Linked DNA regions of Mus musculus: regions 1 and 2 are each linked to region 3. The links are chromatin contacts, called in public HiChIP or PLAC-seq and promoter capture Hi-C maps. All regions are on one chromosome and are shown on one strand. The core of a region is the stretch at or near the end of the contact, and the rest is flanking DNA. Distances in the headings are between cores, read along the strand shown.

The links. Promoter capture Hi-C pulls out the DNA fragments that hold promoters and counts their contacts. HiChIP or PLAC-seq counts read pairs in DNA pulled down with a chosen protein or histone mark.
Region 1: a contact with region 3 is called in a promoter capture Hi-C map of hippocampal neurons, with 2.6 times the contacts expected there. The contact joins the promoter of Nlrp3 here to the promoter of Nt5m in region 3. A contact is called at or near these places in 3 of 39 promoter capture datasets (the 3T3-L1 cell line, hippocampal neurons and macrophages), 3 of 115 datasets of contacts at active chromatin or transcription factors (the NIH/3T3 cell line, double positive thymocytes and large pre-B cells) and 1 of 9 other capture datasets (liver).
Region 2: a contact with region 3 is called in a FOXA1 HiChIP or PLAC-seq map of pancreatic cancer cells. The contact joins the enhancer-like site here to the promoter of Nt5m in region 3. A contact is called at or near these places in 3 of 39 promoter capture datasets (the C10 cell line, embryonic stem cells and liver), 4 of 484 Hi-C or Micro-C datasets (cardiomyocytes and embryonic stem cells), 12 of 115 datasets of contacts at active chromatin or transcription factors (the 230-238 cell line, astrocytes, embryonic stem cells and 3 more) and 2 of 9 other capture datasets (embryonic stem cells and liver).

Annotation. Positions count from the first base shown.
Region 1 is chr11:59,541,011-59,545,436 of GRCm38.p6, forward strand. Nlrp3 (NLR family, pyrin domain containing 3) reads left to right here and starts at 1,676. Exons shown (of 10, transcript NM_145827.4): 1 at 1,676-1,857; 2 at 2,059-2,379. The coding sequence starts at 2,103.
Region 2 is chr11:60,175,031-60,180,187 of GRCm38.p6, forward strand. All of the region lies in intron 2 of Rai1 (retinoic acid induced 1), which reads left to right. Among named protein-coding and RNA genes, the nearest start is that of Mir6921, 23 kb to the right of the region's middle. Within about 2 kb of position 3,676, at least 17 of the 459 cell types and tissues checked have an H3K27ac peak or open chromatin away from gene starts, as enhancers often do. A contact at or near this core is called in pancreatic cancer cells, where this site is marked.
Region 3 is chr11:59,846,809-59,851,247 of GRCm38.p6, forward strand. Nt5m (5',3'-nucleotidase, mitochondrial) reads left to right here and starts at 1,265. Exons shown (of 5, transcript NM_134029.2): 1 at 1,265-1,564. The coding sequence starts at 1,322. It also overlaps a transcript of Cops3 not described here.

The sequences.
Region 1 (4,426 bases), core at 426-2,925, 310 kb before region 3:
CAGGTCTGAGCGGCCATCAGTTCCCTTGTCCTTCGGGGTGTAAAGAAAGCCAAGCACTTTGGCTTTTTCCTGGGACACAGCCACCTCAGCCTGACAGGTGAGACCAAAAGTCATGGAGTAAGACTTATGCTTTTAAAACTAACAGGAGATGGAGAACACTTGGAGCTGCGTGCTGACCACCTCCATGCCAGGAGAAAGAAATTAGAATCTAGGGTTTCAAAGCCTGATTCTGTCCTCAGCTCTCCACACACTGGTTCTGCTTGCCACTGCTTATGTCCCCCTCTCTGGGATCCTAGGCCTCACTGAGCTGCTCGCTGCCTGTGCTGAGCCCTGAGGTTTCACTTTTTCCCATTGTTTCTAAAGGCTTCTGCAGGGAACCCCCGGGAATTCTGGTCTGCAGCTTAGGCTTACACTCAGAACTCTATTGCTTGGGTTTGGAAAATCCATCCAGATGAGTAACTGCCAATCCGTCTTTGACAGTGATGCAAGCTTGTTCACGTCTTGAAGCCACATCCTTCCTGTCTCCAGTGTCACAGTGACCCCTATATATTTATCTCATTTCCCCTTTATTTGTACCCAAGGCTGCTATCTGGGTGAGTACAATGTCATGGAGCAGAGTGGATAAAAGGTCCAGGGTATTTTTAATGGCATGATTTATCTTAGTCAATAGACAAGGAATTTCTTTTAGACTCATCTAACATTAAGGTATTTCTGGGATGTTCTGTTTGCTGTTACGTGGTTCATGCATGTTAGGGAGGTGTGTGTGCGCGTGAGCGCTCACAGAAGAAGCAATTATAGCTCCCTAGGACTTAAACAGCATCTACTCAGGGTGGCAGAGGGTGGACTGCCTGTGAGGGGGGGAATGTGCTGGAAGCCCAGGGGGCAGCTAATGTAAAGAGCAAATCTGTTGTGGCAGGTCTTAGCAGCAGGGGGCAGAGGGCTGAGAACTCCTGGGAAAGACTAGGAACTGAGGGGTCAAAAGTCTAGGAGGATCTGTGGAGCTGGGGCAGCAGTCAGCAAGAACACTAGAGATGACAGAAAGATGTGAGGTGCGGCAGGAGACAGGGAGAGGAGATGCAAGAGTGGACACGAGACAGGTACATCGAGCTTGGGGCACCTTCAATGTCATCTTGCTGTCACATGAATATCAATTCGGAGGCCATCACCACCTTTCAGGCACTTTCCTCTACCATCTATGGCTTCAGTCTGAGAAAGCCACTTAGTGTCTCTACCACTCAGCAGAAGGAACCTACACACCTCAGTGGAGAAACTAGATGAGAAGAGTAAAAAGAATCAGGGCAGCATCTAGGCCCAGAGTTCTGACTAAATGTGAATCACGATGCTCGTTATAGATGTGAGATGTTAAAGAGCCGTTAAAGCGATGTACGCATGTAGTCTTCCTCTTTATATGCACACAATTCCACCTGATCGGGTTCTGTCTGTCAGTGGGAAATAGAGGAACACTGAAGGGTTAGCTGTCAGCCCGTCTGGGCTGTGAGTCCTCACCTTGGTGCTCTGGGGTTATTATAGCTTATTTTCTCCTGGCTTCCTCCTTCCTTTGAAAATAAAAGCAAGAAACCAGGGCTTTCCATTAAAAGAAATCGGGAAGCAATCTCTTCTGCTTTCTCAGTGTCTGAAGGAGGAAGCTGAGGTTGAGAAACAGTGAAGGCTGTGCCCAGGTCCTAGCCTCGTCACCATGGGTTCTGGTCAGACACGAGTCCTGGTGACTTTGTATATGCGTGTTCTCTGTATACCACATCTGATTGTGTTAATGGCTTTCTTATTTTTATCTCTACAGAGGAACTTTTCTTCCATGGCTCAGGACATACGTCTGGATCAAGCTAAGAGAACTTTCTGGTAAACATTTGGCTTACTCAGTTCTTACTAAGTCAGAGATGGTGATTCATTAAAAACCTGTACCAATCTATGGGGTACCCTTAGAGGTTTCAATATTAGCATCTAGTTTCCTGTGTTTCTGATAACTTCGTTTTCTGGAAGTGGAGACTTTTAATACCATTCTTCTTTACTCCCATGGGGTTTTCATTCCTGCACTGCCAGTGTGGACCTAAGCCCCGAGACCCTCGAAAGGGCTGCTGCTGAAGATGACGAGTGTCCGTTGCAAGCTGGCTCAGTATCTAGAGGACCTTGAAGATGTGGACCTCAAGAAATTCAAAATGCATTTGGAAGATTACCCGCCCGAGAAAGGCTGTATCCCAGTCCCCAGGGGCCAGATGGAGAAGGCAGATCACTTGGATCTAGCCACACTCATGATTGACTTCAATGGCGAGGAGAAGGCCTGGGCCATGGCTGTGTGGATCTTTGCTGCGATCAACAGGCGAGACCTCTGGGAAAAAGCTAAGAAGGACCAGCCAGAGTGGAGTGAGTAAACAGAAGGGTTTTTGGTTTTGTTTGTTTGTTTGTTTGTTTCTTACAGTAAGGTACACGTGACATAAAAGGTGGAATTTTAGTAATTTTACATATATGGCTTAGCAACAAGAAAACATATGGTTGTGCAACCAACTTCTCATCTTGCACAACTGAAGCTCCCAACACACTAGATGATAAGTCCCCATTACCTAACCCCATCTCCTAGCAACCACCGCTGTTTTCTGTCCCTGTGAACTTTACCTCTATGGATTCCTCGTGCAGGTAGATTCATGGAGGGCTTGTTTCTTTTGGCTGGCTTACTTCACTTAGCATAATGTGTTCAGGTACATCAGAATTTCCTTCTTAAAAAAGGTTAATGTTGAATATTCATGTGTGTCTATTACATTGTGCTTGTCTCATCTGTGCATATCCATTTGCTATGGATAACTATGTCTATTCAACATCTTCAGTTCTCTGGTTTTGAGTTCGAGTCTCAAGTATCCCAGGCTGGCTCCAAACACAGAATCCTCTTTTCTCTGACCATGGGTTTTCCTTCTCTCCTGCAGGGGTACGGGAGGGTGAGGGTCAGAGGGAGGGGAGCAGTGTGGTTTTCTTAATTCTGTAAAAACTCCGGTCTCAGTCTTCACTCACTCGCAGGTGACTGTTGTGGCTGGTTCCAACCTCGTGAGTTGGCTCAGTGCTGAGGTCCTCCTCTGGTTCCCCAACCAGCTCATAGCAGATGCTCGTCTGCTCTAAACCAGGGAAGCAGCAGAAGGGATTTGGAATAAACCAGGGAAGTCCCAGGCAGAAGATGCTGAGTGGGAGCTGCGGAAGGAAGTAGTCACCGGAGATAAGGATGCTGGGGTGGTGTGACTCAGCAGTAGAGCACCTCCCTGTTATGCACAGGGATCTGGGTTCCACTGGGCCAGTTGGAGATGATGATGAGGGGTGTGGCAAGGCAATGGCAATCCGGGAGAAGGAGACGGAGCTAGGTGGCAATCCAATTGCACATCACAATGCAGCCGTAATTGTTCCTGACCTGAGAATGTGTACAACAGGAGTGAAGTCTCAGCAATACAAGTCCTGACTGAGCAATTTTAGATTTTGTTTTTCAAATTAAAGCATTAAACGTTTTTAGCTATTTATGTTGTGTGCCTGTATGTGTGTGCTACGGCACCTATGTGGAGGTTAGAGGACAATATGCAGGGGTTGATTCTTTTTACCATGTAGGCCTTGGGGATCAAACTTCAGGTCATCTGGTTCGTGCCTTTACTCCCTGAACCAGCTCTCTCCGGCTCTGTACCAGGTAGTTGGGTTTGTTTGTCTGTTTTTTATAAGATTTATTTTGAATTGGATGTATGTAGTAGCACACCAGAAGAGGGAGTCATATCTCGTTACGGATGGTTGTGAGCCACCATGTGGTTGCTAGGATTTGAACTCAGGACCTTCGGAAGAGCAGTCAGTGCTCTTAACCACTGAGCCATCTCACCAGCCCCAGCACATGTCTTTATCCCCAGTACTTGAAAAGCAGAGGCAGGCAGATCTATGGGAGTTTGAGGCCAGCCTGGTCTACAGAGGACATTGTTCCAGGACAATCAGGACTATATAACAAAGAGATCAGGTCTCAAAGAAAACCCAAAACACAAGAACCAGAAAACAACAAAAACTTCACGTGTGTGAGTGTTTTCCTGCACGTCTATTATGTGCACTGTGCATGTGTTGGCACCTGAGGAGGCTAGAAGAGGGTATCATATTCCCTGCAGCTGGAGCTACAGACAGTTGTGAGCTACCACGTGGGTGCTGGGAACTGAATCCAGGTCCTCTGGAAGAGCATCAAGTGCTCTTAGTCACTGAGCCACCGCTCCAGGCACCCTGTACAAAGCAGTTTTAATGGGTTTTGCTTTTCTTTCAATAACCCCATGATGTAGTTCCTATTACTATCCGTGCTTTCAAATGAAGGACTCGAGCCAGGGAGCGGCTCTAATTACCCAGGGCTCCCCAGTCAGGGCCGGTCATAGTAAGAGTAAAAGGCCAGGTAAGACTATACAAGTATAGCCTT
Region 2 (5,157 bases), core at 2,426-4,925, 330 kb after region 3:
CTTAGGTGACCCGTGACAGGGTCTTGACCCGCATGTTGAGAACTAACTCCATGGTTTTTGTGTCTGGGATGGCTACCCATTTCTCTGCTGACTGCTGCGGCTAACCACCTTCTCCTTAAAGAACGTTTCTCCTAAGACTCCCCCGAATTGGGTTAGGAAAACTCTAGGATATTTGAGGGTCTCAGTCAGATCCCGGAGTTGGTCCTGACTTGGCTGCCCATCTGATGCTCACCTCTTCTAAAGAGGGCAGAATGAAGTTTAAGGTGGGTGGCCTTTCCGGGAGAAGAGCAACCACAACGGACGCGAACTTCCTGCGACCTCATACTGAGGAAGGAAAGGGTCTGAAGAAGGCGAGTCAAAGTGGGTTTCTCCCTAGGGGGAGCCTAGGCAGACCAACAAGAGGGAGTAAACCGATCTGGCAAGCTTCCTGTGTGCTCCTGGCACGTCCCCAGACCCTGGCTCAGGAAGGGGCTTGCTTTGAAGTTTCCGGCAAGACCTGCCCATTGCTGTTCAAACGGCTTATTTGTCTAGTGGCTTAAGGAAGGGGACTGGCGGTGGGGGTGGCAGCGCCTGGCTTGGCGCCGTTGCACCCTGAGGGTCCGTGCATTTGGGAACTCCAGCTTCTGTGAACTAGAGGATGTTGAGATCAGGCCGAGAACCCCAGGGGGACTCGGTACTCCGGCCGGCTGTTTCAGGCTAGCGGGGAGCTGGAGCCGCCTCGCACCGCCACTCCGCGCAGGGTGGGAGGGAGCGAGGGAGGCGAGGGGACGAGCGCCGGCTCCCCGCCCCCATCCCACCCGGTTCCGATATTTAGCTGAAAGGCACGCGGCTCCTAATCGGCCCTTTCCAGGCTGAGATGTAGCGGCGCTCTGCCCGCGCAAGGGCGGGGGCCGGGCCCGGGGAGGCGCAGAGTCCGGAGCCTGCGAGCGAGGTGAGGAGCCCGCGTCCTCGGCTGCTGGAGCGGGCGGGCGGGCGCGCATCGCCGAGGCAGATATAGAAAGGGGGGCAGGTTAAAAATAACCCTCTTCGGCTGGGAAGCTCGCGCGCACTCTCTCGCCTCGTTCGGTGCCAGAGGACTCCAGGGGAGGTGGCGTTGGGGAGGGCAGCGCGGGATTCCCCTCCTCCGCCGCCGGGCGGGGTGCTGCCTGCACGCCGCGGCTGCACGTGTGCGGGGCCGCGCGCCCAAGCCCCTCGGTCCGGCCCGCGGCGATCTCCCCAGCCTCACGCTTCTGGCTGCCGCCCCTCCCGCACCCAGAGCGGCTGTAGGAAGCGCTCCTTTATTCATTATTTACGAGCGTTAATAGGTTTGGGGCGCGCGGACTGGGGGCGGAGGCGAGGACGCCGCGGGGACCCCAGCGTTCGGGGAAGGGTGCGGACCTGCGGGAAGGTCTACGGGGCGGGGGTGGGGAGAGCTCACACGCAATTTCGCCGGCGCGCACTTAGCCGAACGGGGCGAAGGGACTATAGGCCCCCACTTTCCTCCCTGCACGGCCCTTGCAGCCGCGTCCCTGACGCAGCTCTGGCCTCATTTATCATCATCTTTGGTCAAGTGGAGTGTGCAAGGAACAGCTGCTTCACTCGGCTGACTTCCGAGGGCGGCTACAGCGGGAATCAGGAAAATGAATGATGGAGGCTGGGGGGCCGCCCCCAGGTCCGGGTGCAGGCGGGAGGGAGGCGGGGAGCATCTTGGCTGCCTTTGCCTCGTGGCAAGCGCAGCGCCCCCTTCCTCTCTGGGCGCCCACAGTCCCTGCGGATCTGTGGCTTAGGACGGGCGGGTGTGCCGGAGGTCGCCGTGACCTTGCTGGGGTCAGTGGGTTGGGCTGCGGAGGAGGCGTCGCGGCGTCTTTGGTGGCCCTCTCCGGATTGGCGGAAGGCCGGGAGACAAGGAGGGGGAGGGGAATACCAATGGAAGGTGAAATTTTACCTGCCCCTGAGGGAGTCCTGCGGATTTTCTCCCGGCGACAGCCGCGCTCTGCCTTTGTCTTACACGGCCGAAACATCTGTAGCAGCGGCGGAGAGGCCGCAGACCCCACCCTCCGCGCCGCGCCCTAGGCAGAGTACCCTGCTGCAGCCCACACCTCAATGTGGGGTCCTCGCCCGCGCCCTTCCCCGCCTGGTGTCGATGGGGCGGGGGCTGGTTGCGGAAAGGGTTAATGGCCTAGTCGCAGACCCTAATTGTCAGAGCTAGGCCCCGCTCCGTTCCAATTACCCTAAGTAGAGACTGAATGCGCAATTAACGGAGTCAGCTTGCCAACTGGAAAGCTGTCCCCGCTTTCACGTTGAGCGGAATACTCCACCAGCTGACTTGGACGAAGCAATTTCCTCTGCTCTCCCCTTTCTCTCTCCTCCAGCCCCTTCTCTTTTTCTCTCTCCTTAATAATAAAATTATACCAAGCAGTTTGCGGTGTGGCAGGCGGCCAGAAAAGCGTTTCTTTAAACGCCGCCGTCTCACAATTAGGCAGCAAGAGGATTTGACACGCCGAGGCGGCCTGACAGGCGGCTTCCTCCCCTGGGGGCGGGTGCAGGAGGGGCTTCAGTGCCCTGCTCCCCCATATGGAACCCGCACTGAGAAGGGGCCAGGGCTGCACCTCCTGGGCTGTCAGCTTGCTGCAGTGAGAAGCCCTTGGGGCAGGCAGCAGGGGAGGTTCTACCCAGACTCCTGGAAGCAGCAAGATCTTTCCCTGCTGGGCTATACAGTAGGAAAGCCATGTTCTCTGTTTCTGTGTGACAGAGAGGCATTTGGGGCACGTAACTGCTGAGCCTGGTGGACAACTTACTGACTCTCTCTCTGGATTTTCATTGATTTCTTCGGGTTTGGGATTGGAGTGTTGAGGGAGAATGTGCCCAGTTCCTGGGGCTGGTTGCTTTTCCATGCCAAGCTGTCTTCCGAGGAGGTTGCAGACAGGACTGTCTGTGATGAGCCAGAGACCCTCTGCTGCTACCACTGCGAGAGCAGACCTAGAGTCCCCATGAGCACACAGGAAGAGCTGCTTTGAAAGCACCTGGGTACCCAGACCACTGGCTCTAGCAGCCAAACTCAGAACTGGACCACGGTAGGTAGGTAGGCAGTAGCCACTGTAGGAGGGAGTTTGTTCTGGAAGCTTCCAGAGGGCAGCCACTTGCTTCCTTCATCATTTTCCCTCTTCCTGCCCCTGGGTGGCCTTCAGCGACGCCTTGGCAGTTCACTGCGACTTAAGCTACACACATCCCCTGGAGCCTCAGCTCTGCGCTCTGCTTGCTCTCCACCTGGACGCTTGGCTGAGCCAAGCTGGGCTCAAGAGTCAGTGGACACCAACAGGAAAGGCTGCAGGAAAGAGTGCAGGTCCTAGTTAGATAGTTTTTGTTCTGCCCACCAACTCCCTCACCCACTCATGAAACTGCTCTGTGGCCTTCACCCTCTGAGGCTGTGATAAAGAATAAATACTGTGATAAGCACAAAGCCAGTAGTGTCCCTCTGTCCCACTTGGTCACCATCAGAGCAATTTTTATAGGGGCAACTCTGGGGCCAGAGTAGGGCTTTGGAGCTTAAGAGCAAACACTGAAGTCCCTACCTTCAGGCTCTTATCCTTAGGAGGCAGCTCATTGTACCATTAATTATGTAATTACTGCTGTCATGAACCCCACATGGGAGCTTGGCAGGGGTCCCAGGAGGGGGGAGGGGTGGGGCCTTACCTATCTCTTGTGGAATGTTACAGGGCACCTCCTACACCACCTCTACAAGCTGAGCTCATGCCACACTCCTACCTCTAGCTCTTGAGCTCTTTCCTGCACCCAGGCCTCTCACCTTTTACTTCAGGGTTTGCCTGGGCCATGATGCTACCTACCTACCAAGGCCTGCTGCTCTGGAGCCAGAGAACATCTAGGTACTCCTTGTTGCATTGAATACCCAAGTCCCCAGCCCAAGAAGCTAAGAGCTAAAGTGCATGGGTGTGTGTGTGTCCACTTTGTCAGTCTTTGACACCTGGGGCTGATGGTCAAGTGACAACCCACAGATGGTCCTTTTGAACTTTGCCCTGCTTTAAATAACAACAATAAAAACCCTTGAGACTTGGTTGCTAACTTTTTTTTTTGGTCTGTGTGTGTGTGTGTGTGTGTGTGTGTGTGTGTGTGTGTGTAAGGACAACTTCCAGGAGCTAGTGCTCCCTACTGTGGGTTTCAGGGATGGAAGTTGATCACTAAGCCATTATATCTTGCCAGCCCTGGTAACATTTTTTGCAAATGAAAAACATCCCTACTGTACATTTCTGACCTGTAACCTCTTAAAGCAAAGGCTGCCCTGCTCTGGCTCCTTCTCCCCCCACTTTGCTTGGGACCAGTGTGTACAGCTGCCTCCAACCCCCATCTGACTACAGACCTCCGAAGTAGACTCTTCGTCCGTCCTTAAGAACAGGTCTGTGTTTAATGTATGAAGCAGACCTGTGGCCCTACCTAGTTTATGCCTCTCAGTCCGCCCAAATACCTTGTATCTTATCAGCTGACTTCTTAGTCTGGATTTAGTTTCACAGGGTTAATGTGACATTTGGAGCATGATTCATTTAATAAATATTTATTGTTCTGGGCAATGGGGACATGGCTATGAATAAAATAGGCAAAAATCCCTGCTCTTATGGAACTTTTTTCATTCGAGAGGAGACTGGTAATGAGGCCAAAAGGTAAGTGCTTTGAAGAACTAGAAGGAAGCACAAGGGGTGTCATTTTAAATACAATGATAACAGGGACACAGTAGAGTTGCATGGGTGTCTGGGAATGGTTTTCCTAGCAAAAGGGACAACTGGCACAGGCCTTGAGGCCCATGGAGGTGAAAGACTTGCCCAAGGTCAAAAGCCTAGTGGCATTTAGACAGCCTGCTACTAGCTTGACACTTCTTTTCTGCTTCTTCAACAAGTAAGGTAAGCCCTGGTCCTTCTGGGAGCATGGAGTGGAGAGGACAAGCTGTCCTGATGAGTTCGGCTTTCTGTAAGGATAGCACTACTGGGGCTTGGAGTGTGGACCAACCCAAGCAGCCTGGGAACCCCTGTGAGCTCCCTCTAGCCAGACCCCGATCTTTAGACCCTGCCCGTGGGTGGCACCAGTGAGGGTAGGCTAGCCTGAGCTGGACATGATGGACGGGGCCTGCTTTCTTCGTAGTTGGCCTTTATGTTTCTCCTTATTTAGACA
Region 3 (4,439 bases), core at 15-2,514:
TGACAAGGAGGGTGAGTTTCTTTAAAGATATTTATTTTTCCTGAATGTATGTATGGGTATAACACACTTGCCTGGTGCCTGAGGGGGCCAGAAGAAGGTGTTGAATCTCCAGAAACTGAAGCTACAGACTGTTGTGAGCACTGTCTCTCTTCCATGTTAGCATGTCTATCAGTGGTGGTTCCTTGTTGTGGTCTTATTTAGGCAGCCATATTATTATGGAAGTTTTTCTGTCATTTCCAGAAAACATAATCTCACAACAGATTGTCTGGTCCTCCCATGTAACTTGCTTGGCCTTTTGGGACATGAGCTTTCTAGCTTTGTCTTTATCTTTCTTATTTTGGAAACATCCAGCCATCCCTCTTCTCTTTAGGACAGAGTCTTTTTAAAAAATCTTTACAAACATCCTGTGTATCCGTCTGTCTCTCTTTCCCTCCCTCCCTCCCTCCCTCTCTCTCTCTCTCTCCCCACGTTTTGGCAATATGTATGTCTGTGCACCACATGTGCCCATGGAGGCCAGCAGAGGGTGCTGTATGCATCCCCTGTGTTCAGAGTTGAGAGGATTGTGAGCAGCCAGCAGGGTGCTGGGAATCTAGATCAGGAAGGACCAAGATTTAACATACAGAGACCTTTCTTTACCAAAAATACCTTCATGTTTGCATCCTTTAAAATATTTTTTCTACCTACTAATTCCTTTTTTTTTAATAACATGAAGCACAGTAACAAATTTACAGACATATTTGGAGATTCACTATTGAATCCAGTGATGTTAGGATGGACACAGAGCATCTGTTTTTTTTAGAACCTTTATAGATTTGAAGGTTACACCTCTGATAGCTTTAAATTTTATAAGGTTATGGTTGCAAACATTCAGCATCTATGAACAAAGAGGATCACACACAGCAGGTGTATCTGCCTTTACCTGTACCTAAAACCTGAAATCCTCCCTGTCTATACTTGGGAATGACAAGCTGTTTAAAAACCTGTACCCATAATCCGGGATGGCTGGAACTTTGTTGGGCTCAGAGCTCAACGAAGTAAGCGCTCAATAAATACCTAAGGATTTGTTCCTCCGGTGGTGAGCTCCTCCATCCACCACTGCCTCAGTAGGAAGAGTGCTCCAGTCTGGCTTTCACAGGCGGCTGTAACCTGGGACTGGATGTCCCAGGGCGATCAGCACCCACGTCGCGCTCACCTTCTCTGGGCGCATGTCCCTTTAAGGGCGGCGGGGCTGCGCGCCGGCCTCGCTCTGGGCCGGAGCCTGCGCGTCCGTGTCCGCGGTGGAGGCTGCGTCTGCCGCGGGCCCCGGGCGAGGAGCGGGGCGATGCATAGGCTGCGCGGCTGCTGTGCGCGTCCCCGCGGTGCCCCGCTACGGGCCGAGCGGAGCCGGGCGAGCAGCCGCGCCCTGCGGGTGCTGGTGGACATGGACGGCGTGCTGGCGGACTTTGAGGGCGGCTTCCTCCGGAAGTTCCGCGCGCGTTTCCCCGACCTGCCCTTCGTGGCGCTGGAGGACCGGCGCGGCTTCTGGGTGTCGGAGCAGTACGGACGGCTACAGCCTGGGCTAAGCGTGAGCACCAGCCGGCCCCGCAGCCGTGCCCCGCGGGGAGGGGAAACTGAGGCCGCAGCTGTCCAGCCCCAAGCCAGCTCGACTCCTCCAATGACCTTTGGCGGGTTCTTTGGTACCACACGGATCCTGGGAGGACTAGGGCTACAGGGCTAGAGGGACCAACCATTCAGCTGTTGCTGGGTTTCCAGCTATCTCCTTAATCCCCCTTCCCAGCTGGACTCCCTTTTCCCCTCTCTTCCTCTCTCCTGCCGCTGCCCTTCAGTATCCACTTCTTCTAAATATTGGAGATTGAACCCAGACCTCTGTAGACTAGACAGGCTCCCAACCACTGACCTACATCTCCCATCCTCTTACTTTGTACTTTGTCCTTCATTCTCACTAGCTTCCCTAGGCTGCCCTTGAACTAATTCACTGTGTAGCCTAGGGAGGCCTAAATTTTTGATCCTCCTGTTTTATAGTCTCTCAAGAAGCTGAGACTGCAAGCCATGCTGGGCTTGAATTTTAAATTCTTGGTGTGTTTGGCCTCAGATAATTGGTTACATTAAAAACAAACAAAAACAAAAAACAAAACCGAGCATTCTCAGTCTCTTACCCAGACATGGCTATCCCTCCCAATGAAATTGACAGGAGTGTCTTTGCCATCCTCTTTTACCCCATGGAAGCATAACTTTGAGTGATACTGTATGCTAGAGAATGTGACTTGCAGAGTGTCACATGGGGAGTCGGACTGGGAAGAGTGAAACTTCCCTCTTGACCAGTGTAAGGTTTTTGGTAAGACCTTGGGCACCACTCCCCCAACCTTCCCATCCCTCATGGCTAGACAGAGATCCAGGCTTTTTGGTAAAGTGTAATTTGGAGACTTAAACTATTCTATGAAAGGAATAGGGGGATTTGCTCAGCATAAACTTAGAAACTCCAGCGTTTCTCACTTGGTTGTCTAGGGGCTATAGTGCTTGATGGTCAGAGGAGTGTTTTTTGTTTTTGTTTTTTAACTTATCAGGTTTGTAACATCTCGTTCTTCACAGTCTTCCAGGACTGAAGGCAGTGAGGTCATGAAGAAAAAGACACACAGAGAGCTGGGCTCTTTTCTGGAGAAACCACAGCACTCTTGGAAGCCCAGGGTGTTTGTAGGGATCAACAGAAAGGCGGGTGTATACGGATGGGCAGGGATGGGGACAGAGGTGTAACGAAACAGGGGAGGCAGTCTGCAGGGGGGAAACATTCAAGGGGGAAAGCTAGAGTGGCCATTCTCTGCATATACTGTCAAATTCTATACTTGGACCAGAGGAAGGCTTCTTCATGCCAGGGGATGGGGGTGGGGCTTTGCCCTTCCTTCATGGGTCTGAGGTTCTGGGGTGCTGACACAGCTCTGCCTATGTCAGTGACAGCACATTGCCTCAGGACTTCACTCAGCACTCTCTCCATTCCCTTATCTTGCTGTGGGAAGATGCTCCTGTTTCCTCCTTGCACACAAGGAGACCTGCCATCCTGCCATCATCACATCACGGGGTAGTAAGGAGCGCAGATGGGATTCAAGCCCCAGCAACACGTCTGCCTGCTCCACACAATTCTCTCCAACCACCCTACTGCCCTGTTCTCTGTTCTGCTTTCTCTTTTGATTTCAATACAGTACGGGGGTGGGTGGTAATACAGCTCAATGGTAGAGGATTGTCTAGCTAGTACAAGACTCTAGGGTTCTGTCCTAGCACTGCAGCTCTGCACCCCCAGCTCCCAGGCCCCTACATGATAAAGAAGGTACCTCCACAGTAATTTGGTTTACTGAGGGACAGGTATTTAAAGGGGACATGGGGTATCATTTCTGTTCATTCACAGATGGTACTGCTGCAAGCATCTCCACAGAGCCCAGATAGCTGATCTCTCCCGTGCTGAGACCTATGAAAGCTTTAAACCTAAGGAAATGCTCTGTCACCTCAGCAATCAACTGCTGCACTGCATAGGGTTCACTTACAGATGGCTGACCAACATTTGAATTTGGGGGACATAGTTTCCTTGTAGGAATATATTAAATTTAGTTTTATGTGTGTGGGTGTTTTGCTTTTATATACACATGTGCATTGTGTACAGTCCTGGTGTACAAAAGGTCAGAAAAAGGTATCCAAAGCCTTAGAACTGGAGTTACCATGTAGGTGCTAGGACTGAACCCAGGTCCTCTGCAAGAGCAACAAGTACTCTTAACCTCTGAGCCGTCTCTCCAGCCCCGGGAATATACTAATGGGATAAAATGAAATCTACCCAGACTCTGCAAGCTGACTTGTTTCAAACCGTACCATAGAGAGGAGGAGGAAAAGGAGGAAGAAGAGATAGAGATGGAGGAAGAGAAGGGAAAGGAGAATACAATGAAGGTTTAGGGGTTTAGCTTACCAGTAGTGTTTGCCTAGGATGCGTGAGGCCCTGGGTTTTCTTAGTACCATAAAACAACAAAGAAAGTAGCAGTGGCTCAGTAGCCCCTTGTATAGATATTCCAGGCCCAAAAGGACTAATTCCTGACTTCCAACTGCAAAATGAGAAAGTGTGTGGCAGGAAGGGCTGCAGGGACGGGAGAAACCTACTGGTTTCCGCTCATTCCTTTCCCAAGCCTCAGCTCACTGAAGAACATCCAGAGCCTCCCCGTAGCCTGGTTGTCTAAATATCTGTGGTTATACCAAACAGTCTAGGTATAGTAGATGTGGCCACTTTCAAATTTGTATTCTTGCCCCTTGGTATTGAGGCTTCCTGGACCCTAAGGATACCAAAATCTACAGATGCTCAAAACTATGTCATGTAAAGCAGTATGGTGTTTGTGTATGATCTATGTGATTGTATGCAGCTCGGCCTTCTCTAGGTGGCTTACACTGTGGAGGGCAGTGTAAATACT